Linked DNA regions of Mus musculus: region 1 is linked to region 2. The links are chromatin contacts, called in public Hi-C maps. All regions are on one chromosome and are shown on one strand. Each heading gives the region's core, a stretch centred on a gene start, on an enhancer-like site or on the middle of the called end of the contact. The rest is flanking DNA. Distances are from core to core; before and after follow the strand shown.

Region 1 (7,783 bases), core at 955-3,454, 200 kb before region 2:
GGGTGGGGATGGAACCCAGGTCATTAGCTTGGTACCAGATGCCCTCATCGGCTGAGCCATCTCTCAGCACAAATACTACATTTTCTTTGTCATTCAAATCCCAGACCCTGATCTTATATGTGTGTGAGTGGAGATTGTGAAATTAGAAAGACAACCATAAAGGAGGATTATGAGATATTAAGGATGAAGAAAAGGAGAAGAACAAAAAGCAAAAGAAAGATAGAGCTGAGCTAATTGTACCATGAGGGTGAAATGGGGATTTGGGAGGCCAGGAGGCCAGTGAAATGGGGAGAAAAGGAGCTGGCTAGGATGCAGAAGAACAGAGTGCATTTTTAAATGCCATGATAGGGCCTGTTACTTTTTATAACACATAGAACTTACAAGCTAACTCGTAAAGACCAAGGTAATAAATGGTGAATTTGAAAAGTCTGCCCTTCCTCAGCCATGGACTGGGTCAAATGAAGAGAGCTTGTATATATATGAAGCTACTCTGTTCTCCATGAAGGCTAGATAATAAAATGAGTAAAACCACAATCCAAATACTCTGTAGCCACAGTGATTTTATAATTAAATAATTAGAAAAAAATTAATCAAAGTGGTAGCATTAAAAATTCACATAATGTACTTTATGATTTTCATTTTTTTTAAAATCTGGTTATACATTTTCTCTTAAATACTGTTTAATGCATGTGATTTCTATTGATCAATAATCTTTCAAGTGTGTAGTTTATATCTATATCTATATAGATATTTTATCTGCCTATCTATAGACAGAAAAATATGAGATACTAGAGGGTGATAAGCTAATGGCCAGTGTCAACTTGTCACTTGATACTTTCTAGAACCCTGCAGACATTTTTTGGTACACCTTCTCTGGTGGCTATTTTTATTCTGCGTGTGAGAGGCAAATTGACCATTTAAACTCTTTTATTCATGAATGCTGATTTCTGTAGTGAGCATTACTTGTGCTAAGGTTAACTTGATCCAGGCAGTAAAACATCAGGAACTTTGGGATCCCTTTGGATTCTTTTTCTCTTTCCTACCAGTTCAGTCTCATGGAGCAAAGATTCTGGCACTCGTTCTTGACAGGTCCCATAGGGATCCTAGGAAAGTCAATGCCACTCTACTCGCAGAAGTGTTTCCATATACTGGGATTAAGGAAAGCCCAGTTAATATAATTGTTAGATGTATTTTATTTTATTTCAGAAACTAGCTTACTAAGCCAGTGATTCATGAAATATGCAAAATGTTGATGGCATTCTGCACATTATAGGTTGTGCATAATGATTTCTTTGATAATAGTTTTTCTTATCTTTTGAAGAAAACATATAATGCCCTTGTATTTTTTTTTTTTACTTTACCGGTGATTTAAAATAGCAATCCTGAATCATTCATTAGTTTCATAAGACATAATGCAGAAACAGTTATCTGTGTCCTGCAGGCAACAAGGAGCGCAGAATAATCAAGCAGGTTAGAGACACGTGATCCTGCCTAATTTTACCACTAATCCCTTTTCATAACCTCCAGAATAATTTCCCTTCATTCCTGGCTTTAATTGCTCACAGACCCTATTCTTCTCAGCCTCAAAAGACATGCAAGGCAGTTTTGAGAGCATGAAACTCCAATTTCTCATTTCCTCTTATATACATTAAAATTCGTTTCCCTGTAATATTGCAACAAGGGATAAGAAGTAAAGGATAGATTATACACTAAACACATTCTCAGAAAATGAATTATTATCTAAAAATAAAATTTGTAAGCACAGTTGTACACATCTTGCCTTCGCTGGTGACATAATAATGACCTTGAAAACAGATCTACAAGGACAAGCCAAAACTGAAGTTAAAAAAAAAATGAGGTTACCGAGGCTATTATGTTGTAATACATCCATTTTAAAAATAAATTGAAGTTCCAAAATTGAAAACGAGCATTTGACAGCTTTCCTCTCCATATGAATATATAAACTAGGTGCATTTAACTTATCAGGGCTGACACAAAGGAGCTAGATGTCACCTTAGATATGTCCACTTTGTTTTAAATTTCTGTAATGAAAATTTGTCATTAAAACCTCCATTTCACTAATGGCATTGTGTCATTTGTCCATAAGCAAAGTATTTTTAGACATTGCAAATGGCTTCCTTATGGCCTGTTCCATTCTAACGCCTTCACGGTGAGTAGGTTTTAATTCGTGTCATCTGGAAGAAACTCCATGTGGCCATGTGCCACCTCTTTGATTCTTCCCATCCCCGTTTTCCCTGAGCCACTGCTCTCTACATCAAAACCCGACTTAGATACTAAGTGTGAGCAGAAGAGGTATTCACCCAGACTGCTCTTTCTCCTGTGAAAACTGTCTCATCTTAACATCTTTTCATTAACTTTAAGACCATGGTATCCTTGAGGAGTCAGAGGGTGAGCCACCTCTCATTGGACACAGCTCTTTCTGCATCAGGCATCCACTCACCAAATATACAGACCAGCACACATTCTGATGATATTTGCTCAAATGTAAATTTAAATAATTGAAGATACATTTTATAAATTAAATGGCTCTGGTCAACACATCCTTTAAAATAATGCCGCTTTTATTAAACAATTCAAGTACAAATCCATCTTTAATATTTTATCAATAAACATTTAGTTTTCACAGTATATATATATATATATATATATATATATATATATATATATATATATATGCATATATACATACTTCTGTGTGTGTGTGTGTGTGTGTGTTACGGTAAAATAAAAATAAAATAGGACAAAATCATACAAGAGGCAGTGTAGACTGACTTTAGTTACGTAATGACCAAACACTGAACATCCATCCTGGCTCTCTCAGTGGTCAGTGGTTAAAAGCATTTATTTTTGCTGAAGATCTAGGTTTGTATCTCAGCTCTCACCTAGTTTCAGTTCCAGGGAATCTGAAGCCTTCCTCCGACCACCATGGGCACCAGGCACATATGTGCTACACAAACACACATTCAACCAAGAGACTCATATACATAAGATAAAATAAATAAACTTACAAGAATTAAAAATCTAAATAGACTTGTAATTGTAAACTATTTCTTTGTAATAATATCACAAACTATGAATATTTTGATTATAATATAAACCCATAAGCCATTTTGAATACACAGAACAACAAATCACGCTTATGAGTTTTAAATAATATTTAGGATATGAACATTGTATTTTAAATTTATGTATAATCTCTATATTTTCTATTTTCCCATGAACGATGAAAAGTATATGTGAATATGTGTATATTTTCCCTTTTCTTACTCAAGAACGTAGTACTTGCTACACTCTTGTTTTCTGATCTGAGACTCTAATTTTTATTTTTATGTAAGGTCTTGTCATGAAGCCAATATGTTACTTAAATTCACAACAGTTTTCTTGCCCCTCAGCTTCCCAAGAGCTCAGCTTGCAGCTATGAACTTCCACACTGGCTGACATTGTCCGCTCTACAGTATATTCTCAGCTTCCTCATCAAATGGCCTTTGCTCACAGTCAACACGGATGCTCAAACTCGCGCTCAGATATCTGAGCTCTCCTGCTAACATCCTGTAAATCAGATATCTGAGGTCTCCTGCTAAGGTCCTGTAAGCCAACATGAAATGCTACTCTCGACATCATGTGTCTTTTTCTAGAACATAAATCACTTATCAATGAAAGGCTCACCATCACTCCACTGTCAAAAGTTTCACACCCCAGCCTCTCAGATTGTTAATGCTTTTTAAATCAATTTCAAAAATACACAAACAAATATAAATAATTCTTCCCTTTTATAAATGCATCTTCTGATTTCATTTTTAATGGTTCATTTAATTTAGAGAATCAGTTGTAGGAAATATGATGATTATGGCACTAGTCCAAAATGGTAAATATATGTTTCCTAAAATGTATTTGAAAAGCAGTAAGAAAGAACACATATTGGTGAATACTTAAAAGACATAAAGATAATTTATATGCATTTACTTTTTGATGCTTTTATCATGGAGAAATATAAATATCTCCTTTTCCTCAGATTTTAAAAAGTATTTCTTTCATTTGAAATGATAATTATACCATTTTCCCCTCTTCTTCCTCCTTCTAAACACTCCCATATATCCCTTCTTGCTCTCTTCCAAATTCATGGCCTCTACTTACCATCATTTGTTTTTACACACATATATTTAAATGCATGTATATGTATATTAATAAATATAAATATACCTTACTCAGTATATATATTATTACTTGTATCTATGTTTGGGGGATGACAATTTTAATGATTATGATAAATTAATATGACTAATCTTGGAGAATGTACAATTTTATTACGGAATTGTTTCTGTGTTAAACCAATTTTACACCTTACTCTACGATGTAAAGCCTGGCATTGGTATTGTAAAAATTGCATATGTTTCTAAGAAACTAATATATTTTTTTAATTTAAATAATTTTTGATTCATGCTGGACAGTGGTGGTGCACACCTTTAATCCCAGCACTTGGGAGGCAGAGGCAGGTGGATTTCTGAGTTCCAGGCCAACCTGGTCTACAGAGGGAGTTCCAGGACAGCCAAAGGCTACACAGAAACCCTGTCTTGAGAAAAAAAAAGTAATAATCTTTGACTCCTGTGTAAGTATGCATTTTTATAACGTAGATTCAATATACTATACCTAAAGCTAAAAAGAGACTTAGCTCTTTTAGTAAGCGTAAACAGACTATCCTAAAATGAGATCGTTAATGCCTGTGAGTTCCAGAGGCATTTGGGATGTGCCTTTGGGATGTGCTGATCTGATTCTTCTCTTTTAAAGGAAATACTTCCGATTTAGAAGTGACTTTTATTATCGCTGGGTCCTAGTTGTCGGATTGAATTGCATTGAATTTACAGTCAGTATGCATTAATTTACATCAGATGTTCTATAATAAATATTTATAAATCTCCCTTTTCAGCATTTATTCAACCTTCTCAGTGTGCTTGTGTTGGAAATGGGAGAAACAACGGCTCTTTCATTTTCTCAGAGGAGCATTTGAGCAGTAAGTTTAAAGTTTATTGACACTTTACACAAAATAATAACACATATGCTCTTATTCATTTCTTAATTATTGGACTATCAGCCATACTGATGCTGTCAGCCACACTTCAGCAAACTTAATGTCAATCACAACCTGCTTCCAAGGCTCCAGGGTAGATTTCTCCTCAAACTGATAATTAGTAGACATGCAAAGAGTATGGATCTGAGTTTCCAGGAGAGGACACAGTAAGTATATTAGGACAAAACCAAGTGAGTAGATTATAATAAAAAAAATAACCAGCTGGAATAAAGACTAGAGCTAAAAGAAAGCAATCATTTAAAAATTTCTTTCAAAGTAAATAGTTCATTAATTTAATTGTCACTATATGAAAATATATTTCTTCAATATGACAAAAATGTACAATGCATAGAACAATATTGTTTTGTCACCAAACTGTGGTCTATTCAATTCTAATTTCTATTAATCCATACTTAATTACTTAGATTTCAAAATTTGCCAATTAAAGAGCCTACTCAAAGTGCTTTTAGTGCCTGATTTTTACTCCCTTTCAAATTCTTAAGACAGCTTCACCAAGAGAAGTAAACTGTACCTTCATGTTTTAATGTAAATTCAGTGTCACAAAAAAAAAAAAAAAACCCTCACGTTCTGACCCTACAATTTAGTCAATTAGAGTGTGCTTAGAAATTGCTAGATGTTAGGCGGCTTACAAAAGCAGTAGATACAAGAACATTTACTGTTCGGTAGAAATCAAGCGTGTATTCACTAATCCAAACTGACAGTTCCAGTAATCACATAGCAGCTCTTCACTGTTTCAGCAAATGCTCCTGAACTGACAAAGGGAATGATCTGAGGTGTGACCTGAAGCTTGTGGCTGGCCACAGACATTGCGGGAGAAGCCAAGAAGGTCATGTTAGCTGCAGTGACTTAAGACTTTGCCTACCAGGGTCTCCACAGGGTAAGAATCTGTCTCCAACAAGGCAGCCCCTATTTCAGGCACTGACTATAAACTCAGATGCCTGCAGAACATCTGTACCTCAGACGACTCTGTTACAAATGTGCAGCTCTCTGTGCAAAACTCAAGTTATCATGATTCACTAAAATGACCCTCTGGACTCAGAAAGTGCTATATTAGTGGTTACAGTCTGGTTCTATCCAAATACAATATAAAACCAGCAAAGGCAAAAGAAGGAGTGCAGTGAGGCCTCAGAGGGATCAGAATCAGTTTATTCTCTCTCTACCTCCGGAGTCCCGTAGCTCCTCAGCACACTGATGCTGGCATGGAGTCTTCGGAAGCAGAAAGGATCCAAGGCTTTTACTTTTTCCCACATTTGTAGTCTACCTGAAGGTCAAACTTACAGCATATGGTTAAGGTACCAAACTTGTAATTACACACTCATAGTCAACATCATACTTGTATAAATTCTCTTGATACCCATAGAGAGATCTCTTGTGCACTGTGTGAAAGTATCACCTGTCAGTAAAAAGCTGATGGCCTATTAGAAAAGACAGGAAATAGAAGTTGAGAGTTGCAGTAGAGAGATTGGAACTCTGGGAGTGAGTTAGGCATGGGGGATTTACCATTAGGACTCTGAAGAAAGGATATATGAACTGCGGAGAGGTAACCAGCCATGTGGCAGACACAGAAATGTATAAGTGGGATAGTAAGATAAGAGCTAGTCAGGAAAAAAGCCCAAGTGTATGGCCTAGGCACTTATTCATAAATATTGTCTCAGAGCCATTATTCTGGGTCTCAGTTGGAAAGTTTGAGGTTACATGTAACTGTCATTAGTTCTCTTTTAGTATAAGTTCAAGGTTGGTCCTAGAAATGTACTCTGACTGGTAGACACACTTAATTGTGTCAGTCCTAGAAGAGTGGGGATTTTCTCATCATAGAATTGGATAATAGAAGGAGTATATCTATTTTTTACAATTGATACATATTCAAATATATTAATATACAACTGTGTATATATATGTATAAGTGTGTATGTGTGTATGGGAGGAGACAGGGGGTAGGGAAAGGGAAAGAGGGCTGTGGTTTTGCTTCTCTCAACATGACCTACAGGAATTAAATGTTACTTTAATCATTTTGCTTTTATTCTGAAGGAAAAGACTCTTCTATATATATATATATATATATATTTTTAAAAATAGTTTGAAATTTTTACACATGCTTGTAATGATTTTTGATCTAATGTGCTCCCATTTCTTACCCCAATTCCTTCTTTACCCTCTACCACATTCCTTCCCCAACTTCATGTAATGTTTAATTTTGTTTTGTTTTAAAGCCATTAAGTTTACTTGGTGCTGTCTGAGTCTTTAAGAGCATGAAACCATCTGCTGGAACATTTTTCATTAACTTATGTCTATTTCCTAAGAATTGTGCTACATTCAATAACCTTGTAAGAGTAAGTGATATATATGCTATGTGTTTCACAATTATTTATAATGTCTAATTCACATCAACTATTGAATTAAACTACAGAAGAGTGTACCAAAATGTGTTGATTATAAAAGTACTTTTATTTCAGTAGATATAACTGTTATCTCCAAGGCTTACTGCTGAATAAGCTCACCCTTTCTAGTTCTCTCTGAACTCTGGCTGTCTAGTTCAACTTAGCTCTTCTGGCCCAAACTCATCTCCAAGCTGACTGACTCAATCTGACTTCCCTCAGCTTCTCATTCAATTGTTCTGCTTGGCCTCAAACAAACACTGGCTCAAAGTCCACTAACAATCTAAGTGGACGTAAGAGC
Region 2 (7,440 bases), core at 4,807-7,306:
GATAGAAGACCCCAAATCTGTAGGAAAACTAAAATACTCTGGTGTTCTGCTCTTTAGGGTCAGGGTTTGTATGTTGTTAGGGTATCCAGCATGCTAGGCAAGTAGTCCACCACTGAGTCACAGTTACAGCCCCACTGTTTAAGGATATCGTTCTCCAAGAATATGATGTGTAAGCTAGAAATAAAAGAAGCTAAAGGCTTATGTAAGAGGAAAGAACAACTAAGAAGCCACAACTGCTGTGGGGGAAATTTACCAGAATAAAAATAACTGTAGCATAAAGTACAATCTAAAGAAGAAAGAGATGATGTTACCGTGAAACACTAATGCTTGATCCAAGATTACTGAAAGTTAATAGCTTTTACAAAGTTTTAGTTCTTGTTTTGGATTTTTAGAGGGTTTCACATGGTTTTAAATGGTTTGTTACCATTTCTTTTTAGGGGGTGTCTAAAAATAGATATGAATATAAATGTTATCTAAACAGATTTTATTTTTTCCTCAAAAAAAAAAAAGAGAGAGAGAGAGAAGCAACCATTTATTGGCTTTTGGGGTGCAGGTTACACCCTGTGTTAAGGTATCGCCATGAAACCAAACTAAACAGAAAAGGGCAATGATACAGACATTTGGGAGGAAAACATCCTTTGCTCTGTAGAAAGATCATAACAGTTTCATAACAGATTATGAAAAATCATAATCATGAGCAGAAAACTAAGTCCCTATGTAAGTGAGGCAGGAGTAACTTAAGAGAACAGCTCAGAGTCATATGGGGGTCCACAGAGTTGGGATAAGACTTGGTGCAGGAGTGTAACTGCCAGCTTTCCCAACTGCATATATGCTCCCTGGAGAAACTACTCAGAGACCTCTTCTGTGTGAATCCATGCTGTCTTAGTCAAGGTTTCTATTCCTGCACAAACATCATGACCAAGAAACAAGTTGGGGAGGAATGGGTTTATTCGGCTTACTCTTTCATACTGCTGTTCATCACCAAAGGAAGTCAGGACTGGAACTCAAGCAGGTCAGAAAGCAGCAGCTGATGCAGAGGCCATGGAGGGATGTTCTTTACTGGCTTGCCTCCTCTGGCTTGCTCAGCCTGCTCTCTTATAGAATCCAAGACAGCCAGCCCAGAGATGGTCCCACCCACAAGGGGCCCTTCCCCCTTGATCACTAATTGAGAAAATGCCTTAGAGTTGTATCTCATGGAGGCATTTCCTCAACTGAAGCTCCTTTCTCTGTGGTAACTCCAGCTGTGTCAAGTTGACACAAAACTAGCCAGTACACATGCTTAGTCCAATAATCATTTCTACAAGCTCATAGCTCAATTAACCCGCTTAAGGTAGTCTAAGTCATGCCGCATGCCTGGTTATCTAGTCCTCAGATTACGGTGTCCAGGAGAATCTCCCCTTGTCTCACCCAACCCCAGAATTCCTCTCTTTGTGCCAGATATCCCATCTTCTAACCCTGCTTTAGCTCATTGGACAGTCAACATTTTCTTGACAGGTGAATGCTTTTACATAGTGTACAAGAGATTATCTCTACAAAAGTGCAAAACTACATTGGCATACCCTTTAAATGAAGATAAAAGACTAGCAGTGAATATGCTTATTCCTTTCTCGCTCTAATTTAGTTTTGGAGAAATAACATGTGGTCATAAAATGCTCTTTCTTAGGCAAAAAGTTTGAGATTGAAATTAAAAGTGTATACCTTTTAACAAACACAAATACTTCCTCCATTGGGTAAAACTTTAATATCTGTTTTTCTTTTGCCCAATAAGAAAATCAGTTGGCAAATGTTATATTTTTAAAAACTTTACAATTATATTATATAAACATAAATAAAAATTAAACAAGGCATTAAGTAAAGGGTGCATGTTGAACTCTTATTTGAATCAATTACTTCCCTTTGTTAATAAATGGTCATACTAAAAGAAGAAAAAGGAGGAGTGGGAAGACAAGGGGTGGGGGGAAGAGGGGGCAGCAGCAGCCTATTGGCTGTTTAACAGAAAATAAATTAGAGGAGGTAAAATGAAAATCTATACATTGGGGGATCATTTCATTAGAAAAACAAGGACATCAGCATCAACACTCCACAAAATTGCCTGTTCATCAAGCTGTGCTGGGATAACTTGATAATCAAGTGACAATAAAGAACTCATACATCACAAAATCTAGGTAAATGTGAAGCAAAAACAAAAACAAAACAGAAATTTAAAAAACTACCCTCAATATAAGACGTAGGTCTTAGATGAAATTATGGATCTAATAGCAATGGACTTGTACTTTTACAGAAATGTTTCATAGATGTAACAATGAGGAAAAGATAGGTTCGGCATTGTCAAAATATTAACCTTAGGAATGAATTGAAACCTCATTGATGAAGAACGATGTTGCTCTAGCAGAAGCACCTGCATCTAATCTACAACTGCAGTTCCAGTGGGACCTCATCCATCCATCATCTGCTTGTCAGGATGTAAAAGATACCCTCACACAGATACCTGAATATGCAAAAATGTTATTTTTTAGAAAAAGAATTAATAAATTAAACACTTTTTTCAAAGGTGACCACTAAGAAACTGGAGTGAGAGGCAGCTGTGTCAGTGTACTATGTAATCTAGGTTCCTCTAACCCTGCTTCATAATGCAAGGGATCAAAACCCTACAATTAAACACACAGTATCATCCAATAGACACAGAAATTTGTATTCGTATATTTATTCATTTCATTTTCTTCTGCTTAAAATATTGCTTCCTGTATTCTCTGAAAGGCTGCTTTGGTAGTCTTGAATGTTTTTAGCCTGTTTATATCATGGAAAGTAAAACAACCATGTATAGTAAAGGAACAAATTTGAAGAGCCAAACTTATCATTACTCTATATGCTACCAATTTTTGCTGTTTATACTTTTATTATCAGCAACAGAATGCCAGCACAACCTTGGGATTGCTTTGATTACTTCTGTATTCTCAAAGCCTCACAGAATGTTTAACAGAGTCATCACTCAGTAAATAGATAATGATTGTGTGAATAAAATGGATTTAAAGCAAGATTTGAAGAAATAATGAGAGGGTGTAGCAGAATTCAGGAATGTCTCTAATCCTTAGATGCAAGCCAATTAGCGATACATTAAGTAAGTAAAATACATGTATATGAGACACAGAGCAATGAGTTTCAGAAAGCTAAGGAAACCCATAAGATCTTAAGAGTAAGCAGACATATTCATGATGACAATGACTTCAGTGTGAGTGCTGTCTTCAGGACAGCAATGGCAACTCAGAACAGTGAACACAGCCTATTAAGCTAGAACACTGTGAGCGACTCTGCCTTGGTACCTCTCCCCCATCAGAATGTTCTTCTTTCTCTTTCTCTTTCTTTTTCTTTTCCTTTTCTTTTTTCTTTTTTCTTTCTTTTTTCTTTTTCTTTTTCTTTCTTTTCCTTTCTTTTTTTTTCTTTATTTTTTCTTGTCTGAGTTAGAATTTTATTGCTGAGATTTTGCTGACAGGACCCTGATGTCTCTTGTGAGGCTATGCCAGTGCCTGGCAAACACAGAAGTGGATGCTCACAGTCATCTATTGGATGGAAATAGGGCCCCCAATGGAGGAGCTAGAGAAAGCACCAAAGGAGCTGAAGGGGTCTGCAACCCTATAGGAGAAACAATAATATGAACTAACCAGTAGCCCCAGAGCACATGTCTCTAGCTGCATATGTAGCAGAAGATGGCCTGGTTGGCTGTCATTGGAAGGAGAGGCCCTTGGTCTTGCAAACTTTATATGCCCCAGTACAGGGGAATGCCAGGGCCAGGAAGCAGGAGTAGGTGGTTTGGGGAGCAGGGCAGGGGGAGGGTATAGGGGACTTTTGGGATAGCATTTGAAATGTAAATGATGAAAGTATCTAATAAAAAATTGTTTAAAACTAAAAAAAAAAAAAAAAAAAAAAAAGAATTTTATTGCTGTGAAGCGACACTATGACCAGAGCAACTCTTTTTTGACTTACTTTTTTCTTTTTATGAATTTTTTTATTAGATATTTTCTTTAGTTACATTTCAAATGTCATCCCCTTTCCTGGTTTCCAGTGTGAAAACCCCCTATACCCCACCCCCTACCCCTGCTCACCAACCTACCCACTCCAGCTTCCTGCCTCGGCACTCCCCTCTACTGGGGCATAGAACTTTTACAGGACGAAAGGCCTCTCCTCCCATTGATGAACAACTAGGCCATCCTCTGCTACTTATGTAGCTAGAGCCATGAGTCCCACAATGTGTTTTCTTTGGTTGGTGGTTTAGTCCTAGGGAGCTCTGGAGGTACTGGTTAGTTCATATTGTTGTTCCTCCTATTGGGCTGCAAACTCCTTCAGCTCCTTGGGTACTTTCACTAGCTCCTTCACTGGGGATTGGGAACCCTATGCTCCACCCAGTGGATGGTGTGAGCCTTTTCTAAGTTCTTCTCAAGCTCTGCTTGGGCTTCATTCCTCCCATGTGAGCAGTGTGAGGATGTCAGAGGAGGCTGTCCACGCGCTGGAATCTCCAGGATGGAGAACTCGACTAAGATGAGAAGATAATATGGAGTAGAAAGAGATAGAGCTCCATTTGGTTTTGCTATGGTTAGGGTAGGATAAACAAAGGCCTTTTTTTTTTTTTTTTTTTTTTTTTGTAAAATATGTGCTTGAGAAATACAAAGATAACTTTTCAGTCAAACAAACAAACAAAAATAGCAGCATGCCACCAGCAGACTTTGCAAAAAGAAATCTAAGACCACCAATGCAAAGTAGTCTCAAAAAATGACCTATTGTAAAGGAAGGAAAAAGACACAGAAGGCAGTGGAAGGAAGTGTGCATAAACCTAGACAAATGCCAACTCCATTAAACACCTGGGCAGCAGAATCTTCCAGTGCCAAAAAGTGTCATTACACATTTCAGATCGGATGACTGAACCTGGATCCTTCTATTTTCCTGGAAAAAGATTAAGTGAGACATTCACTGCAGAATCTCACAAGTTTAATATTTACATTTAAATTCCTACAACCATCTAAAGCAGATATGCATGTGTTCTACCATAAGAGAAGGGAAAAATAGAAAAAGATAAATTAATCAAATGTAAGAAAGAAAAAGAGGAGAGAGAGAGAGAGACCAAAAGTGGGTGACAAATGAAATGTGAACCCATTAGTGGTTATATCACACATAAATAGACTAATGATGTAATAAAAGCAAACTATTGTCAGGCTACAGTTTTAAACCCCTCTTTTTACAATTTAAAAATGAGAGAACAGAAAAGTTGAAAGCACAAGGATTAAAATTAAGCGAATTCTAAAGGAAAGAGGAGAGTGTTGTGCATTTTGATCAAAAAACAAGCCAAATAAATAAAGGCCTTTAGCATAAAAAGTAGTTCCTAGTTCTGCCTGGGCAGAACTGCTATCTCAGGGGAAGGCAATCTTGTCATCTATCAGTCAGTTAGTTCTCTTTCAGTGCCTGCTTTTCCTTGCTGAGCCCACAGTGTGTCTCTTCTTTCTTGGTCTCCTAAGTAAAGAAAGTGCTTCATCCTTTTCCTTTTGGTTTATCGACTTTTATGAAGAGCTGGAGGCTTTAATTACATGGATAATTGCAGCTGCCTTCTAATTTATTAGAAGACGATGTCATCTTGAAAAAAAATGAATCATCTTAGAGAGAGCATTTTAAAGAATTAAGACAGGAGTCAGGTACCTTGACTATTTAGTTTTCAGCTTGGAATTTTCAAAAAACAAAGAAGAAAACCATACTAATTAATTTTAAAAACACATGACAGATTGAATTAAAGTCTTCTCTTTATACAATAGTAACAGATCCGGTAAGTCATTAAGAATTGCCCTTAAACCGGATTTCCACTTTCCTTTTTCATGCCTTCCTCTGAATGCTATTTCTGACTTATTGTTGCAACTATACGAAAAGTTTCCAAAGTAACCTTAAATAATTTAAGGTATAAAATTCAGTCTCTCAAAGACAAATAGTTTGCCTCCCATTCTCCCCCAAGTCACACAGTGTTGAGCCATTTGTGATATGAGGTTCAGCCAAACAGTGAGCCCTTAGCCCAAACTAATTATGGGCAGGCAGCTGGCAATTTGACATGGAGAGACAGGCTGACAGTTTTCCTCAAACATCAAGCACACCCTGCATCTCTGGTGCCAAGCTGGATTTGACATTTAATTAAAAAAAACTATCTTAACATAGGTCCACACAAAAAAACTAGGCTGCTGCAGCAAAATCAATTCTGTCTTATTTAAAGCTGAAAAAGCTTGATGCCCCAAAGGCAGAATTTTTATATGAAAAATATCACTGTTCTACCTCGGGAATTCTGAGTATTAAAAATGATGCATTTTGACTAGCTTAGGATATTGGACTTTCTCGGGAGCACAGATATTAACTGTTTATTAAAGACATTGAACCATTACAAATTTTAGAGATCCAGTGCTATAATAAAACAGCATTTTGAACAAAAGTATCCCTCATCCTTCCCCACACCTTATGGCTCTGTATTCATGTCAGCTCACATACACAAGGGTTCTCATGGTTCTATATGTACAAAGTGTATTTATGCACACAGACATGCATAGAATTCTGTATCTGTCTGTGCACATCCACAATTGTGTTCATGGATCCATATGTGCAGAATGTGCTTATCCGCACAGATACACATAGGTCTCTGTACCCATGTCATTACATGTCAACATGTGCTCATGAAAGTCTCTAGGAAGAGAAATTAGACTTTAACTGGATTTTGAAGAAGGGTAAGAACAAGCAAAATCAACAGTCTCATTGTTTCAACACTCCAATCAAACCAAATGGAAATCTGATGGATGTGGCAGGAGGCTTTAACAAAACTCATGTTAGAGGAGAACTCTTCTTGAGTAGCATGCTGTTCCGGTGCACTGGTGCTGACCTCTTTGTGTTTGGTAGTTTGCAGCAGGGAATGCACAGCATCCTCTGTCAGTCAGTCTGGCTCACAATAATGAGGATACAGTAATAGCATGCATCTTGGCAGCATCCTGTGGATTGAACCTAATGCCAGACGGGTGTCCCACTGCTGGGTTGTATTCTAGCTCTCTCATTAGTTCTCAAGGTGAACTTGAACTTGCTCTCTAACCTGGAGAGACAGATATCTACCACTCTCCAACCTCCACTCCTCCTCGGTAGCAGAGATTACAGACCTGTACCACAAGGTCCAGAAAAAAAAAGGGCTATATTTAAATTATAATGAAATCCTACTTGCTGCCATATTGACCTTGTCATTGAAAGGTAAGCACCAGCCTAAAAACTTGTAGCACCATTTAACATGCTCTTTCTTTGTGGGAGCAGTAGTGACTCAGAAGCAGGTGGTGACCATACTCTAGCTCTATCAGACTTTACCTTGCTCACATACTGCTCTCGAAAGGACAAATCATAAAGAAGGATTGCATCAGTCTATCAACCAGGGCACAGCAGAGG

Evidence for each region. A called contact is a pair of places that touch in the nucleus more often than the background predicts.
Region 1: a Hi-C map of cerebellar granule neurons shows a contact between it and region 2, with 4 times the contacts expected there. The contact joins two enhancer-like sites. A contact is called at or near these places in 1 of 15 datasets of contacts at CTCF or cohesin (pro-B cells) and 8 of 484 Hi-C or Micro-C datasets (cerebellar granule neurons, cerebellum, cerebral cortex and 3 more).

The regions. Positions count from the first base shown.
Region 1 is chr3:124,265,137-124,272,919 of GRCm38.p6, reverse strand. No RefSeq gene overlaps it. Among named protein-coding and RNA genes, the nearest start is that of Tram1l1, 52 kb to the left of the region's middle. Within about 2 kb of position 2,204, at least 3 of the 459 cell types and tissues checked have an H3K27ac peak or open chromatin away from gene starts, as enhancers often do. A contact at or near this core is called in cerebellar granule neurons and cerebellum, where this site is marked.
Region 2 is chr3:124,066,802-124,074,241 of GRCm38.p6, reverse strand. No RefSeq gene overlaps it. Among named protein-coding and RNA genes, the nearest start is that of Gm40144, 63 kb to the right of the region's middle. Within about 2 kb of position 6,056, at least 6 of the 459 cell types and tissues checked have an H3K27ac peak or open chromatin away from gene starts, as enhancers often do. A contact at or near this core is called in cerebellar granule neurons and cerebellum, where this site is marked.